Regions from separate parts of the Bombyx mori genome. Here region 2 is linked to region 1. The links are chromatin contacts, called in public Hi-C maps. All regions are on one chromosome and are shown on one strand. The core of a region is the stretch at or near the end of the contact, and the rest is flanking DNA. Distances in the headings are between cores, read along the strand shown.

What was found. A called contact is a pair of places that touch in the nucleus more often than the background predicts.
Region 2: a Hi-C map of midgut shows a contact between it and region 1, with 1.5 times the contacts expected there. The contact joins the promoter of E74 here to the enhancer-like site in region 1. A contact is called at or near these places in 2 of 7 Hi-C or Micro-C datasets (midgut and whole pupa).

Annotation. Positions count from the first base shown.
Region 1 is chr15:718,504-721,821 of ASM3026992v2, reverse strand. All of the region lies in intron 3 of E74 (transcription factor E74), which reads left to right. The region is part of intron 2 of LOC101739180 (U7 snRNA-associated Sm-like protein LSm11); the gene reads right to left. Among protein-coding and RNA genes, the nearest start is that of LOC101739180, 7.3 kb to the right of the region's middle. Within about 2 kb of position 1,826, at least 8 of the 8 cell types and tissues checked have open chromatin away from gene starts, as enhancers often do.
Region 2 is chr15:810,587-813,904 of ASM3026992v2, reverse strand. E74 (transcription factor E74) reads left to right here and starts at 1,621. Exons shown (of 10, transcript NM_001043979.1): 1 at 1,621-1,925.

The sequences.
Region 1 (3,318 bases), core at 577-3,076:
ATTTGAGTATACAACTTCTTTTATGATATTTTCTTGGAGTTTTGAAACGCTCCGCTGTATGCTAAATTTTCCCGATGTGTAAGAATTTTGCGTAAGTCGTGAATTTTGATCCATTCACATATTATATCTTATTCAGATTAGCTAGGTGACAGGTCAGGTCATTATCTAGACATCTATTCAGTTCAATCAGACACTAATTTTATATTAGATCTTATCTGTACGTTACTGAAAGCCGCATCCAAATTGGTCCAGGCAAATGCGGTGTGAGTATTATTAGCATGCATAGAGAAACAAAAAAGTTATCTTTAAGATTATTTAGTAATTAATGCACATGTTTCTAAAACGTTAAGTTGGAACAGTGATTTCAGATGAAATGTGCAAAAAACTCAAGTGCTATGATATTTTTAGTTCAATTGAGGTTAATCACATACTCGTTCCGATATCTTCGAATTCAAGTATATATACTTATATACCTTCGAATTCAAGTATATAGGTACACTTATCGACCTATTTAATTTTGCATGTTGTTATCCGAAACACCAAGAAAGTTTTGAGCAAGCAATCGTAATTATAAAACTACGAATCTATAAGCACTGCGTACTTGTGAATTTCAGAAGAACTGATAATCGATGCCTCCAATGAACACTAGTCTAACTCCAAATTCGTAGGTTTACAGGAGGAGCTTTTAAACGAAAAAAGTTGATAAAAATTTTATTACTGCAGATATATTTATGGTTTTTTTCTTGTGTAACTAGCTGATTTACTCTTGCTTCGAACCCCATCAATAAAGAATTTTTAATACTTTTAAAATAGTGAAGCGATTTGCGTGAAAAATGAAATTTTCAAAATGTTGAGTTAGAGTAGTTGTTCATTGGAGGCATCGAAATAGCATTGACCAATGAAACTGCATCCTATTCATTGAGAGAAACGCACGTTGGACCACGGTCGATCTTCATTAATATTAATTCATTGCTGGACATAAATTCTGATTATCCGATTCCAGCCGACCGTTTTGCAACATACATTGCTCCATCTGGATGGGGCGCGCGCTCCACAATCCTTACTCGAGAATTCCTCCAGCAATTGTCGGTTCTAGAGCACACTATCGTGTGGCAGCTTCACGCTAACTACAACGACAGTTGGCATACTAAGAGCACCAATACTGTCGCGTTTTTAAAACTTGCGTCATTACTTGGTATCAACTGTTGAATTGACCTGGTTTTTGCGATACCTATCTATTCCTATAGCAACGCATCTACATTCCATTAACTATTCCGTTATGGAATTAAGATTTTTTTTATTGCTTAGATGGGTGGACGAGCTCACAGCCCACCTGGTGTTAAGTGGTTACTGGAGCCCATAGCCCTCAGGTATAGTTACAACGGTTGCTCCATCTACCCTTCAAACCAAAACGCATTACTGCTACACGGCAGAAATAGGCAGGGTGGTGGTACCTAGCCGCGCGGACTCACAAGAGGAGATTTCGGTTTCATATATCAATTTAGGCCGCATAATTCCCATCAGCGTTTTGCAAGAAGTGAACTGCTCGTCTGAATGGTAGATAGCTTTATATACTTTAATGCATCCAAAATATACCTCAAAGTACCTAAGAAAAACCTCAATTCTTAACTATGTATAACGCTTTCAAATGCATCGCGAAGTACCAGAGCGGCATGGCTCACGAGCGGTTGCGTTCGCGAATTACTTTCACTCGCTATCCCCGGGCGCTGACCGACGCCGGCGGGGTCGTCGGCCGGCGAGCGCGGGAAACGACTCGCCGCCATCGCGCCATTCAGCAAAACGCGCGCGCCGCCATGTTTACACAGATGCCCGTCGACCCGCCGAAACGCGTTGCATCACTTCCGTTTGCGTTCCGTTCCACGCGCTCACGACTATGACGTTCCGTTTTTAGTTTTATGCGTTTAACACAATCATACGATTACGTAAGGCAATGTCCGTTACGTGTTATCGCATTGTATATGACGACAAGTCTAAAAATACTTTGATATGTAATTGTGTCTTAATTTATAATGTGCGAGGTAGTAGAATGACCTGAACAATTACATCGTTACTATTATTTATCATTACGACGTAAATAGATATTGGTAAATACAGAGACAATTCAGATGTTTAACAGTCAGAAACGACTTTGTACTGTCAGCTTATTTGAATGTTTTTGAAAGAGTTATTCATCACCTTTTTGACATGTTCATGGGTAAACAAGTTCACGCCACACCTGGTTTTAAGAAGTAACCAAATGCCATAGACATATAGGCAGAGTACTGCCACCTGCCTTAAGGCATGATGTCGAGATGTATTAATGACACCCTTTATCGTTCTCATAAGACCACTGTCAGTCGGAAGTACTCAGTTAATAAAATATGCATTCTAGTTTGTTTGTATTTAGTATGTATATATTTTTTTCTCAAATGTTGGTATCACCGAATATATTCAAACTACGTACGCCAAGATACAGCAAAAGCGTTATCGGTCATGGATCTTTTAAAAATTAGTGCAAAATTTACCAATTAAGCTATCGATAAGAACGTCACAAGAACTAAAAACCGATTTTGAAAGGGTTTTTCTTCTTTAGATTGATAGAAACAACCCAAAATATTCAAACTTTTGCGTCAAGCCCAGATGAATTAGTCCTAAGGTACTGCTTATTTATGCCCAAAGTAATCGTACATATAGCATATAAAGGCATTTTGGCCCTTGAAGCGAAATTCTCACGGTTGCTCATCAAGAATCACGGTATGTCAACGACCTATAGTACGGTGCAAGCGAGACAACCACAAGATACCACTAGCGTGGAAAGCTGTTATGCAACGTACACACGCGAAAGCAACGTTTGCAAACGACGGGTTTGAATTATCTAGATGACTTGCTGATTTATGCACTCACTCACTTGAAGTGACCATGGTCAGTCCGGGGACTAAAATGCACAATACACTGATAAATTGGTTCTAACACGTCATGCGACTTAGTGATGAGATTAAAATATTTTCATACACAAGTTTACCAGTTTTATCTGAGTCCAAAATTCATCAAAAGTCAGTTCTCAACTTGCCATTACCGCTTAGTACCTTCCAACCTAAGATACTTATTTTTGTCCATATATTAAATTCTTATGTATATTTCAATTTTATTCATTAGATCAGTAATTTTATCGCCTTTAACACGTAACTTTTAATTTTGTATTATTTCATAATTATAAAAAACCGTGTCAACAAAAATGATTTCTTAACCATATTTGCATTTGAATATAAAACTTTATAAATTGGCTTCGAATTGACTAATATGAATATTATCGAATTG
Region 2 (3,318 bases), core at 372-2,871, 92 kb before region 1:
TCATTGAAAATTGGTGACGATTATTTAATATTGATTTTCTGCACGATTGAGATACAAGTGAAGAAGCCTTAATATAATAAATAAAAATAAAAACCTTTTATTTCAAGACATCAGTCTCATATTGTGTTAGTATTACAAAGAACTTACGAACTATGTTAGTATTTAAATAAATTGAATATAATGAATTAATATATTGAATATAATGAGTTAATATATATAAATGAATTGCTGTTCGTTAGTCTCGCTAAGAGAACAGCTGGACCGATTTGGCTAATTTTGGTCTTGAATTATTTGTGGAGGTCCAGAGAAGGTTTAAAAGGTAGACTTAAGCATGAAAATGTTCGGAATTAAACGTCGGACGGATTCATTTTGTTTGTTTTAAATTTATTTTATACAAAAGTTTAGGTCTTTTATTTATCGATTGAGGCACTACGAAGTCTGCCGGGTCAGCTAGTAGAAGATATAATTGCTGCTTAATGGGTCGAGCATTTGCGTTTGGTATTAATTTCGATACAATACTATATAGCTTCTCGTAAAACTGCATCCACGATACCATTTGAATTCAGCTGCTCATCTCAAGAATTGAAATTGAGTCTCAGTTCCATTGGAAAAACTGAAGTCGTATTCTTTAGAACGGAACGCGCAAAAGCTTCGCGTTCGAAAGCTCACGCCACGCCCGAGGAACTACCACTAGTTACTATAAGTCCAGTAACTTCGTTGCCAAAAATTTGAAGATTCTAGATGATGGGCCAAGCGCTGGGTCAAACGTGGTCAACTATTTATAGGCGGACTAAAGCAATTAGTCACAGTATCATAAATAATTTATGCTTTTGGCTAAAGTCTCATGTAAGAGGTTCAATATTTTCGTATTATTTTTGTATTTTAATTGTCGTGTCAATATTCGCTGTTGGCCGGCTAATATCAGGTGTGTCTTCAGGTTCGCCCGTTTGATCTAATTTAAAATTTCCGATTATATTTTCTTTAATTAATTTTTCAGTTCCAAGTACACTTGATAAGATTAGCGTTAGTCATCAATCTGAAACTGGATGGATATCGCAATGAAATTTATCAGTATAATCTATACTCTGGTATTTCCAGCCCAATTATTGGGAAAAGACAAAATTAGGTACATGTTTAGCCTCAAAATTGTAACGGTTTTACGTTATAATCAGATTTTCTCTAGTCAAGAAAATCAATATGTAAGTAACCTTTTAGATTTTGACATAAAGCTCTTTCATTTATTTAAAAATCCTAAATCGCCAGTAATTTTGTTTTTGCCGACAAACATAATCGGATATTCGTGGAAAAACCTTTCATAATGTGAGGAGCGTGCCGCGCATTGATTTGGGGACTTTAGGCCAGATTTGTCTAAAAGTATAATACAGTATTTAGAATTCTACAATGAAAACACGTGCTAAGCGTACTCAGAAAACTTTTAACGGATTAAATCAGTCTGAAGGTACTGTTATGTAAAAAATTGAACTGTTTATTGGATGGGAGGCATTTTGACCTAATTCATTTTCGTCAATTTCAGGGTTCCACAATGATAACATTAGTGCCGTTGTAATAATACACGCGATCGGCCTCCGCACGCCGACAGGGGCGCGGTGTGACCAGTTCAGTGACTCGTGAGCCGCCGTCGGATGCGGACGTCAGTGAGCGACGCCCCGCTCTCACAAACAGCTCGACGTACGAGCGCAGCCTACAACGTTTTGGAACTCCGTGAGACGTGAATTTGTTTACGAGAACGAAGTAAAAAAACAAACCTTTGACAGTGACAGCAGTTTTGAGAGTGCTTTTTTGGAATTTTTTGACAAAAGATTTTTCGTTATATGCCAGGTTTTTTTTTTTGAGTTTCATGAATATTTTTTTGTGTGGATGTGTTGGAAGGATCAGTGAACCTTTTGGATTGCTTTTTGGACTTGGTAAGTAACAAAACAATCATCGTTATGTTCTATGTATTACTTTATTGACAAAGTAATCTTTTTTGTTACTGAGAAAAAAAAAATGTTGACATTGTGATAACATGCGTCAACTAAATAACTCTGTTTTAAAAATTCATAAGTAAGCATTGCATCGTTCATGTCAAAATATTTCAGTAAGGAGTACATATTATTAGCGTACATATTTTGGTAATACACATTTGAATAAATATATGTACGGTTTGATCTTGCGTTAGTTTGTTATTTTCTCAAATAAATTAACTAGTTGTGATACAAACTATGAATTATTGCACATATTGATTTATAGAATAAACAGAATCTAAATTATATTGTTTCGCTGTTTATTGTATAAGCTCCGGTAGTCCGGTATACTTACGTTTTTATTTATTATTAATATTTTTTCTTCATGTAATAAGTAATTTAATTTTAATAACAAAATTATGTATTCCACTTGTATGCTACATGTAATGTATAAAATAATATATAAAAAACATTAAAAATATCTACATTTCTATCAAATTTAAATTGAATAGACTAATTAATTAATAGCAACGTTTTTTCTTAAGTTTTGACCTCGAAATTGCCATCACTATTAATTATACTACTATAAACGTAATTCTCTAGAAAACGAATTTTCCGGCGAAACGTGAAAAGACCGACAGAATGGCTTCAGTGTCGCAGCGACAAAATCCTCTAATGTGCAACACACTTTATTCTTAAGGTCGAACTAAAATAGCAATTAAGGCATACAATCATCGAGCTGGTGTTTAGGCAGTGACCTTGCTCAGTTATCTCTCTGAATTACGCAGACTGCACGAACTATTGCCGAACAATTGGGCACAATTCTTAAGGGTTTTTCATTCACTCATATGAGCATTGTTGTAATAAAAAAAAAGTACGATGGATAATCTTTCAAAATCTCTTCTAGTCATTTCGGTCTTTAAAGGTAGAAAAGGCGTAATACGCAAGTAGGACTTCGACAAAGCTAGCCGGTAGCATTTACGTCTAAAGCTGCTTTCAGACTACACTATACTATAGTGCCGTAAGTAAGCCAATAATATATAGTACAGTACAGTGTGAACGTGTCCATAACAATATGGTACGCGATATTGTTGTGCTATTTACTAAATGCTATTATATTATAGCGTAATTTGAAAGCAGCTTTAGTGTCAATGGTCAATCATTGCTGAACCTCACGTGAGACCTTTGTTAAAATCTTTACCGTTCAGAGGCTTTGCCGTTTGGAGGACAGACTGTCGATTGTCAAACGTATGAGATTAATGTCAGGGTTAATGGCATAGTCGGTGTATTTCCTTAATTTTTCTCTAGAATTTTAATACTGCCGGTTTTTGTGAAGCCATACGGTTTGGTATCG